Regions from separate parts of the Arabidopsis thaliana genome. Here region 2 is linked to region 1. A link is a contact called in public targeted proximity ligation data. All regions are on one chromosome and are shown on one strand. The core of a region is the stretch at or near the end of the contact, and the rest is flanking DNA. Distances in the headings are between cores, read along the strand shown.

Region 1 (5,179 bases), core at 1,207-3,706:
CAACAACCTCTTTGGTGAACTTCCAGAAGCAATTGGAAATCTCACGAATTTGTCGAGGCTACGACTTAATGGGAATCAGTTATCTGGAAGAGTTCCTGCAGGTTTAAGTTTCTTAACCAATCTTGAGTCTCTTGACTTATCCTCAAACAATTTCAGCTCAGAGATCCCACAAACCTTTGACTCCTTTTTAAAGCTTCATGACATGAACCTGAGCAGAAACAAATTCGACGGAAGCATTCCCCGACTATCAAAGCTGACTCAGTTAACGCAACTTGATCTCAGCCACAACCAGCTCGACGGAGAAATCCCATCACAACTAAGCTCCCTGCAAAGCCTCGACAAGCTCGACCTCTCACACAACAATCTCTCAGGTCTCATTCCAACAACTTTCGAGGGCATGATAGCGCTGACGAACGTCGATATATCAAACAATAAACTCGAAGGTCCGCTTCCAGATACTCCAACGTTTCGAAAAGCAACAGCAGATGCATTGGAGGAAAACATAGGCTTATGCAGTAATATTCCTAAACAAAGATTGAAACCATGCCGTGAGTTGAAGAAACCGAAGAAAAATGGCAACCTTGTTGTGTGGATATTAGTGCCAATCCTAGGAGTACTCGTCATTCTCTCTATATGTGCAAACACATTCACCTACTGCATTCGGAAACGAAAACTACAAAATGGAAGAAACACAGATCCTGAAACAGGAGAGAATATGTCCATATTCAGCGTTGATGGCAAATTCAAATACCAAGATATCATCGAATCAACAAACGAATTCGATCCAACACACCTCATCGGAACCGGAGGATACAGCAAAGTCTACAGAGCAAACCTCCAAGATACAATCATAGCCGTTAAACGACTACATGACACAATAGACGAAGAGATATCAAAGCCAGTTGTGAAGCAAGAGTTCCTAAACGAGGTAAAAGCATTAACAGAGATCCGTCACCGCAACGTTGTGAAGCTCTTCGGCTTCTGCTCCCACCGCCGCCACACATTTCTGATCTACGAGTACATGGAAAAAGGAAGTTTAAACAAACTCTTAGCCAACGACGAAGAAGCTAAGCGACTCACTTGGACCAAAAGGATCAACGTCGTGAAAGGTGTGGCTCACGCTTTATCGTATATGCACCATGACCGAATAACACCGATCGTTCACCGTGATATTAGCAGCGGAAACATCCTTCTCGATAACGATTACACAGCTAAGATCTCCGATTTTGGTACAGCAAAACTTCTAAAGACGGATTCATCAAACTGGTCCGCCGTTGCTGGAACCTACGGCTACGTTGCACCAGGTAAATCTAAATCCCTAAATCTGATTTTGAGCTTATGAAATTTAAATCACTAAATTCGAAATTGAACTTGATTTTTCGCAACAGAGTTTGCTTACACGATGAAGGTGACGGAGAAATGCGATGTGTATAGCTTCGGGGTTTTGATACTCGAATTGATAATTGGGAAACATCCGGGAGATTTGGTATCGAGTTTGTCTTCGTCTCCAGGAGAAGCTCTGTCGCTAAGAAGCATTTCCGATGAACGTGTATTAGAACCACGGGGACAAAATAGAGAGAAGCTCTTGAAGATGGTGGAAATGGCTTTATTGTGTTTACAAGCAAATCCAGAATCTCGGCCAACGATGTTGTCAATCTCCACTACATTTTCTTAGAAACTGAACTTCTCCATCAATTTCTATGTTATCATTGTGTTTATCTATACAGCAACAGTAATCTCTGTTGGCTTTTGTTCTCTGTTCTTGCTTGTGTTTGCAGGAAGGGGTGTCGACTCTCGTTTCAGCTTTTGTTGTTGTTGTTTGGGCTTCTCGGCCTGCTTCAGCTTTTGTATGTATTGGGCTGCGCCCTTGTTGGTCTTTGGGCCTTGTTTGTTTTTATCTTTGCGGCTTGCGTGCCATGTTAGGCCTTTTGGTCTTGTAATGTGTTTGGTTAATGGAAATCTATGAAGTTAAAAAAATGAAAAAAAAAAAAAAAAAAAAAAAACTGTTAAAAGCATTTTTAGATAATGGTCATTGTGTTACTCCTCACATATGAACATTCAAATAAAGTTTTGGATACTGTCTATCTGTATATCGCCAGAATTAGTAAGAGATTTCTTATGCATAGTAGGAGATTAAAAAAAAAAATGCATAGTAGGAGATTTGTAAAGAAAGAAATAAGTTTTTTTTTGTATAATGAGTTCTAATGGACATCACGTTTGCAAGTGATAATAAAAAAATCTTACACTCTTGTACTCTGTAACGTGTTAAAATAATACAAAATGGATTATAATAACGAAATCTAAACACTTATAATCTTGCGGATGATTTTGTGACAACCAATGAAACCGTTAATGCGAGATTACGATAGTTTTTTATGAAATCATGATTTGTGCATAAAGTTAAGCAAATGCTAAATAATTCATAAAGTGTAAGAAACACGTGGCAGAAGAATTAATAATTCGTTTGGGATATTTTTGGTATATACGGACAGGCCACGTCGTGTCCTAAACCTCTTAGCCTTTCCCTTTATAAGTCAATCTTGTGTCGGCTTCGACTCCCAACATACACAAAACACTAAAAGTAGAAGAAAAATGGCGACTCTTAAGGTTTCTGATTCTGTTCCTGCTCCTTCTGATGATGCTGAGCAATTGAGAACCGCTTTTGAAGGTATAATAGTTTCATGATTCTTCTTGTTACGTTCTCTGTTTTTGTTACCTTCTTGTTTACATGATCAGTATCCACTTTTTGTAAAAGTGATGTGAATCTGTTGGTTTTCGTTTGGTGGGTTATTGTATGATCATTTGTTTTGATTGTTTTTCATGTGGATCGATCTTTGTTTTGGTCCGATGATATGAATGTTGTGTCGGTAGCGTTTTATGATCATTTGTACGATGATGTAGATCGAGATTGTTCCTTCATGGATCGGATCAGTGACAATGATCTCCTTTCTTTGTGTGATCTATAACAATCTTTTGTGTTAGTGATGAAGTTTTGATTGTCTGATCATGTTGATAATGACAATGATTACATTCACACGAGATCTTGATTGAGTTGTGTTTTGATTCTCACTGTCACAGATCTGTCTTCTTAGTCTAGATCTATAATGTAGTTACGTGTAATACAACACTAAGATCTTAAGATTTATATTTTGTGAATCTGTTTGACCGGTTCTGTTATTATGGATCTGAAGTGTGTGTGACTTGGATCTGAAGTATGTGACTTTGATGGTTATGTAAAGTGAATCTGATTCGTGTTTTTCGCAGGATGGGGTACGAACGAGGACTTGATCATATCAATCTTGGCTCACAGAAGTGCTGAACAGAGGAAAGTCATCAGGCAAGCATACCACGAAACCTACGGCGAAGACCTTCTCAAGACTCTTGACAAGGAGCTCTCTAACGATTTCGAGGTTCGGTTTTCGGACTTTTAAGTATCGACTTTTAAACATCTTGTGTGAAGTCATTGTATTCTAATTGGTTTTTTGGTCATGGACAGAGAGCTATCTTGTTGTGGACTCTTGAACCCGGTGAGCGTGATGCTTTATTGGCTAATGAAGCTACAAAAAGATGGACTTCAAGCAACCAAGTTCTTATGGAAGTTGCTTGCACAAGGACATCAACGCAGCTGCTTCACGCTAGGCAAGCTTACCATGCTCGCTACAAGAAGTCTCTTGAAGAGGACGTTGCTCACCACACTACCGGTGACTTCAGAAAGCTTTTGGTTTCTCTTGTTACCTCATACAGGTACGAAGGAGATGAAGTGAACATGACATTGGCTAAGCAAGAAGCTAAGCTGGTCCATGAGAAAATCAAGGACAAGCACTACAATGATGAGGATGTTATTAGAATCTTGTCCACAAGAAGCAAAGCTCAGATCAATGCTACTTTTAACCGTTACCAAGATGATCATGGCGAGGAAATTCTCAAGAGTCTTGAGGAAGGAGATGATGATGACAAGTTCCTTGCACTTTTGAGGTCAACCATTCAGTGCTTGACAAGACCAGAGCTTTACTTTGTCGATGTTCTTCGTTCAGCAATCAACAAAACTGGAACTGATGAAGGAGCACTCACTAGAATTGTGACCACAAGAGCTGAGATTGACTTGAAGGTCATTGGAGAGGAGTACCAGCGCAGGAACAGCATTCCTTTGGAGAAAGCTATTACCAAAGACACTCGTGGAGATTACGAGAAGATGCTCGTCGCACTTCTCGGTGAAGATGATGCTTAATCAATCAATCCTCCACAGAGAAACATAAGCTGCTCTACAGCTTCTGTTATCTCTTATCTCCCTCTCTCTCTCTTTGATGAGTTTCAAATCGTTTGATTTTGTTTCTACAAAAACCTTGTTTGTTTCTGTTGTGTGTTTTGAGTTCCTAAATAATGCAAAAGAGAGAGACAGAGAGAACCAGTGTGGTCTCTTAAGTTATATATATATGAAGAGCATTGGCCTAAAACACAGACTAACAAGTAGTTCTGGTTTTGACAAAAGTTGTTGTCACTACAAAAAGGGAGACCAACAACAAAAAAGTTAAGGGCATTGTTTTCTCTAAAGCCCTATCCGATCTTGAAACACAAAATAACAACAACAACATTTTTTAGTTACTAATCAAAGTCACTTCTTCAAGATGGTCTTGGAGAAAATCTTCTTGCAGTAAGGGCTCGAGTGTAGTTTCCCGTACCTGTAAACCTTCGCCACCAATTTAGCACGAACAGGTCCCTGCATCAACCCCAAAAGCCATGTCAAGTTCTGTTTCTAAAAGCTTATAACATATGTATTGATTTGGACTTACTTTGGTTACAGAGAGAGCAGTTTGGATCACATAGTTCGCATAAGGATCTTGCAGAAGATATTCAAAGTTTGGAACACAGAGGAGCTCACGGACGATCTCAGCTCGACTCTCTGGATACTTCCTTAGACACTTCTCAATCACGTGGCTACTAAACTTCTGAGTAGCTAACTCGGCGTAGTGCATTCTAAACTGAACCAGCAACTTCACTGCAGAAACTTGTTGATCTATTAAGTACTGCACCACATAGTTCCTGCCAAATTTCATTAACTATAAGGAGAGTTTTTCAAACTATACCAAATCTTTAAGTCTAAGTGGAGACTAAATTTACCCAAAAGGATCCTGAGAAAGGTGAAGCGAGTTTCTTGATATCTCAGCGACGAGTCTTTCAC
Region 2 (5,035 bases), core at 2,010-4,509, 55 kb after region 1:
ATTTAAGTATTAGGTATGGATGTTGATAACAAGTTTATTAATTCAATATTTTACAATTTTGAAATATTTACACACACTTCCAAAAGTTTTGCTTTCAATACAGAATACAAGAAAGTAATTTTCATATAAGCAAAGACAGAATTATTAAAGCAACTCATTTTTCAAAATATTATATTATATACATAGATTTCTCATTTGGGACAGACCATGGCCAAAGGTTCCTTTCCAAAAAAGAAACAGACTTCCCAATCTTATGTATCTGCTCTCAGTCCTATCCACTGCACCAAACGTGTAAGACAGCTTTTGTCGAAACGGTCCACAATCTTTTTCTTAAATAACAGATTAGCCCCAAAATAATCAACAAAATCAATCAAGTACCCAACAAATACAGAGACAGACCCAAACAATGGACTCATAGTTAAAGTCTGAACTCACAAAAAACAAACAAACTCCACAAATTCCTAAGAGACCAGATTAGCTTTCCGGTTAACAAACTCAGATCAATTCATAACCATTCAATCACACAAAACCGGAAAATATAGAAATAAAAACATCCAAAAGTACATAATCTATTAATGAAGATAAATAGTTAGAACCTTCTAAGTTTTGTAGAGAATTTTAATCTTGAGCTATATAATTATTATTGGGGTTTAGACCAATGCAATGCTGCTTTCTCCGCCTGGTGGTTTACGAACACCGCCAAAGTAGTCACGAGACTGAGCCTTCGCATCAGCAAATATGTCATTGCCACTTATCTCCTTCAACTTCGCCGTGCTTAGAAGCCTCTCAGCCGTGGCGGAAGAGGGAGACGAAACATCGCTTTTGAACACGTTGTTACCCGACAAATCTGTAAACTTCCTATCCGCAATCTTCTTGGCCGTCTTTAGTTCCCCATCCTGCAAGAATTAGTGCATTGGTGTGACTGAGACATACTAATATGAGTAAGTAGAAGTTTAGAGAGGCGTTTTTACGGGTTTGGTATCGGATTCTCCCAAGTCGAAGTTGTCTTTATAAGCCAAAGCACGAACAGTAGGACGAAGTTTGATCTCAGGTGGTGGAGCAAAGATGTTATGACCACTTAGTTCCTTACACTTCGCATCTGAGAATTGCTTGTTAAGCTTAGCATCAGATTGATACTCCAATGTACCACTAAGCTCACGTTGCTTTGCAACTTCTGGCACCGTCGCTGGCTTTTTCGGTGTAACAATCTCTTCTTCTCCAAATGAAATGTGACTCATAATTGCTGCTGGTGGTTGCTGAAACAATCCAAACACATAAAAGTGATCAAAACAAACTACAAAATGTATCCAATTCTCTCAAGAAAGAGACAGACACAAACCTGGAAAGTTCTTGATTTGCCGTTTGTGGCGGAATTAGCACTTGCTAACTCAGAATCATCATTTTCTTCATACACAGAGAATATTCCACTCCCTGTGATCTCTTTCATCTTGTAATTTGAACAAGGCTTCCTACAAATTGTGTACTCAACCAAAAAAATTAACAATGAATCTATCTATAACATGTCATAGTAACGTTTTCATTGAATGTAACATGTGTACAAAGATGAGCTTAAATACACCCATATTAAACCAAGTACAATAACCAATCTAAACCAGAAATAACCAAAGATTTATTGGAGATTGAATCAATTAACCAAGGCTTCCTACGATCAAATTCATTGCCAAAAACACTAACAACAAAAAATTGGGGAAAAAACCGCCATCTAATTTATTTTTGGCCGTTTAATAAGCGTAATATTAAATTTGTAACTAAAATACCTCATTTAATTTTGGTGTTTTTTAAAACCTTCGTTTTAAGAAAATTGGTAAAATCATACATTCAAGTTAACGTCTGTTAACTTTACTAACGAAAGCACTAACTGCGGTTAAAACTTAACCCATGGTTCCAAAATATTTATATAACTTTCCTAACCAATCAAGCAACAATTATTAAAAATGGTAAAAATACTAAAATTTTGGGTTTTTGAATCAGAATTAGACCGGATCATTGGTTACCAAAAAAAGAATAAATTAGGAGGAAAAAAAAACAAAATTAGAGAAGCGTGAACGATACAAAGAAGATCAAAAACGGAAATTAAATTGAAGATATACCAAAAATGCTTCATAATTAAGGACACTAATTATGGCAATCAAACACTTTCCTACCTAAAAAAAAAACATTCTATAGGGTCAGTCCAAATAACGACAGGATCATCATCATCTGTTAACAAATTGACAGATTCTTCGTACTTACTGTTGTTTCGCATTTATTAAATTATCGTACCGTTTTGTTTTCTTCCTGATTAATACTACTATTTTCTAAATTTCGAATACAAAAAAAAAATCGTGAGATCTCTATCACTCACCTCTTGTTCAAGCTCTCAACTTCTTCATCTGTAACTTGTCCTCCAAATACGACTTTGCTTATTCCATCCGACGGCTGAGATTGTTTCCCCCAAATTTAAATCAGAAACGAATCAATTCTCGCAATTAACAAATTGAGTGAAATTAGTTTAAAGAAATCAATCTGACGGCTCAGATTGTTTCCCCTAAATTCCAAATTTACAAAAAATTAATAATCACAACGAATCAAATTATAAAATTACACAAAAAAATTAGTTTAAATATTTTATCTGACGGCTAAGATTGTTTCCCTTCAAATTCGTAGATCGCGAAATTAACAAATTGAGTGAAACTAGTAGTAATTAGTTTAAAGAAATCAATCTGACGGCTCAGATTGTTTCCCCTAAATTTCAAATTTACAAAAAACAAAGTTGGTATAAACATTTTATCCAACGGCTGAGATTGTTTCCCTAAATTCGAATTCGTAGATCGCGAAATTAACGGAATTAGTAAGTTACCTGGTGCGATCTGGCGGCGGAGCGAGAAGATACGGCGGCGGGAGACTCAAACGGTTGATTCTCCGGCCAAGTGAGTAGATCCGCCGTCGACATGTGTGGTTTCCTCACCGGTGTGTTTTTCTCCATCACGAAAAAAAAAAGAGAAAGTAATACAGAGAAATAGAGAAAAAGAGAGATTACTTCTTCTATAAAAGCTTCGAATGCAACAACAATGGCGACGTATATAGAGAGAAAAAGAGAGAGAGACGAAAAGAGTGGAGTGGTAGCTACTCTTCTTCTATTTCAAATACTGGTTTTTTTATTCTCTCTGTGTGTATATTATATTATTATAATAGACTGTGACACAGAGGATTATAGCTCTGTCTCTCTGTATTCTTACTGGTGGAATATTTGAATCAAGTACCGCCTTTGATCTTATTGGATACTTTTTGAAAATTAGAATACTTTATATTATTCTATTGGCATGTGATTAGATTGGACAGGTGGCGGTTTTAGTTGGAGGATTACTTACTGTAGCCGGTTTTAGTTAAATTTTGAAATATTTGGTTGTTTTGTACACATGGGATATTCTTTAACAAATTACCCTTAAAGATAAAGATACGTTGACGTTTTTTGTTTCTTTTATTAATTACTTGGATTGTGTAACAAACCTCAATACTACGCGTAAAGAATTTCTAAAAATGTAGATAATTATAGTTTCAATTTTGTGGGGCTTGTTATGTGTAAATTATCTTGTAATGTTCATAGGAACTTTTTAGATGAAAATTAAAAAATGTTTTTAAAATTTAATTTTTAGCGCAAAATTTAAAATATTACGTTTTTTTCTTTTCTCGAAAGTTCGTTATAGATAAATCATCTTGTAGTATATGATAAGATGTTATTAATGGGAATAGATATATAAATGTAAATTATATTTATTATTGAGTACAACAAAAACGCATATTTCGCTCAATAATATAACTTTGCATGATAAATATGTTAAGAATAGGCAGCATACTAGATATTTAACGCAGATAATGATTGGCATGCCTTGTTTGGAAGTAAAAGATTGCTTAAGTTATGTACTTTTTTTAATTTATTTAAATTCTTTTCATTTTAGTTTGTGATGTTTAGCTAGACAGGTGGGTTTATGAGTAGCTTTGACTAACTTAGCAACATAATGTTTTGGCTTTTCTTTTTCTTCACAAAGCTAGTTTTATTATTATCACAAACCATGATCAGATACATAAGTCCGAGTGAATTACGGGACGACAAAGCCGGCAAGATATAATCTTCCGGAACACAAGCTGGCGAGGAATGAAACCCCCAAACACTAAGCCCCTACATGGGGAAACGACGGAAAAAGAGAAAATAAAACATGAGTGATGATTTTACACATAAACATAGTTCTCTCTTTAACCAAATAAACCAAGATCGTAAAATTAACAGGCGTCAGAGATTTCGTCGAAGATTGAGAAACCCACTTTAAGAAAATTTGATCCTCTTGCCTCACTTGGTAATTAAAAGTCTTCAGAAGAAAAACCTTGGGATACTTTGGATGGCAGATGGTGGAAACTCAGCTAAACATTTAGAAACCGTCGAGAACGCTGTGGCCGGAGATATCGACTATGCGACTTGAACCGGCAAAAAAAAAAAAAAAAACTGGGCGGATCTCGCCCTAGATCCGTATTGTTGAAGTTGTGTGAGGAAACCCCAAATTAGGTCACCCAACCCGAATCACCACAACACCGACAGTGAATGGCATAGAGCGATCGTGATTAGGCCAAGGAGTATTTAGTCAGAGAAGAAAACCACGCCATATTGCAAAATCACCAGTCGAAACTATAGATCTAACAAGAGAAATCGAGGAGGAAACGAAATCGAAATCAACCCAGAAATCTCCTTAACCACAACTTAAAGAGACATAACTAAACATAAACCAAAAAGCCAAACCGACGTCATGACCGTCATGGCTCACAACGTGGAATTGAAGCGGTGCTTTTGTTTTCAAGAGAGAAGGAAGAGGATTTTTTTTAGAGAGAGAAGTCAATTCTGTTTTTTGTTGCATAATGTTTTAGCTTACGTTGTGTTTTCAAATATTACAACCCTTTTTCCGTCAAAATGATTCATATATTAACAATAACATGTTATTACAAATAGGAAACGAGGGCAATCAATCTACAGAAAATCATTACA

Evidence for each region.
Region 2: a targeted proximity ligation map of seedling shows a contact between it and region 1, with 2.8 times the contacts expected there. A contact is called at or near these places in 5 of 26 Hi-C or Micro-C datasets (leaf, root, seedling and 1 more) and 1 of 2 datasets of targeted methods (seedling).

Annotation. Positions count from the first base shown.
Region 1 is chr1:13,222,712-13,227,890 of TAIR10.1, forward strand. It overlaps ANNAT1 (annexin 1), which reads left to right and starts at 2,457. Exons shown (of 3, transcript NM_103274.4): 1 at 2,457-2,668; 2 at 3,265-3,410; 3 at 3,497-4,528. The coding sequence starts at 2,593. The coding sequence ends at 4,228. AT1G35710 (kinase family with leucine-rich repeat domain-containing protein) reads left to right here. Exons shown (of 2, transcript NM_103273.2): 1 at 1-1,304; 2 at 1,389-1,970. The coding sequence ends at 1,675. PUM9 (pumilio 9) reads right to left here. Exons shown (of 5, transcript NM_001333166.1): 3 at 5,119-5,179; 4 at 4,791-5,040; 5 at 4,426-4,717. The coding sequence ends at 4,613.
Region 2 is chr1:13,277,128-13,282,162 of TAIR10.1, forward strand. AT1G35780 (N-lysine methyltransferase) reads right to left here and starts at 3,260. Exons shown (of 5, transcript NM_103280.5): 1 at 2,861-3,260; 2 at 2,366-2,439; 3 at 1,340-1,469; 4 at 972-1,256; 5 at 132-896. The coding sequence starts at 2,986. The coding sequence ends at 651. It also overlaps AT1G09235.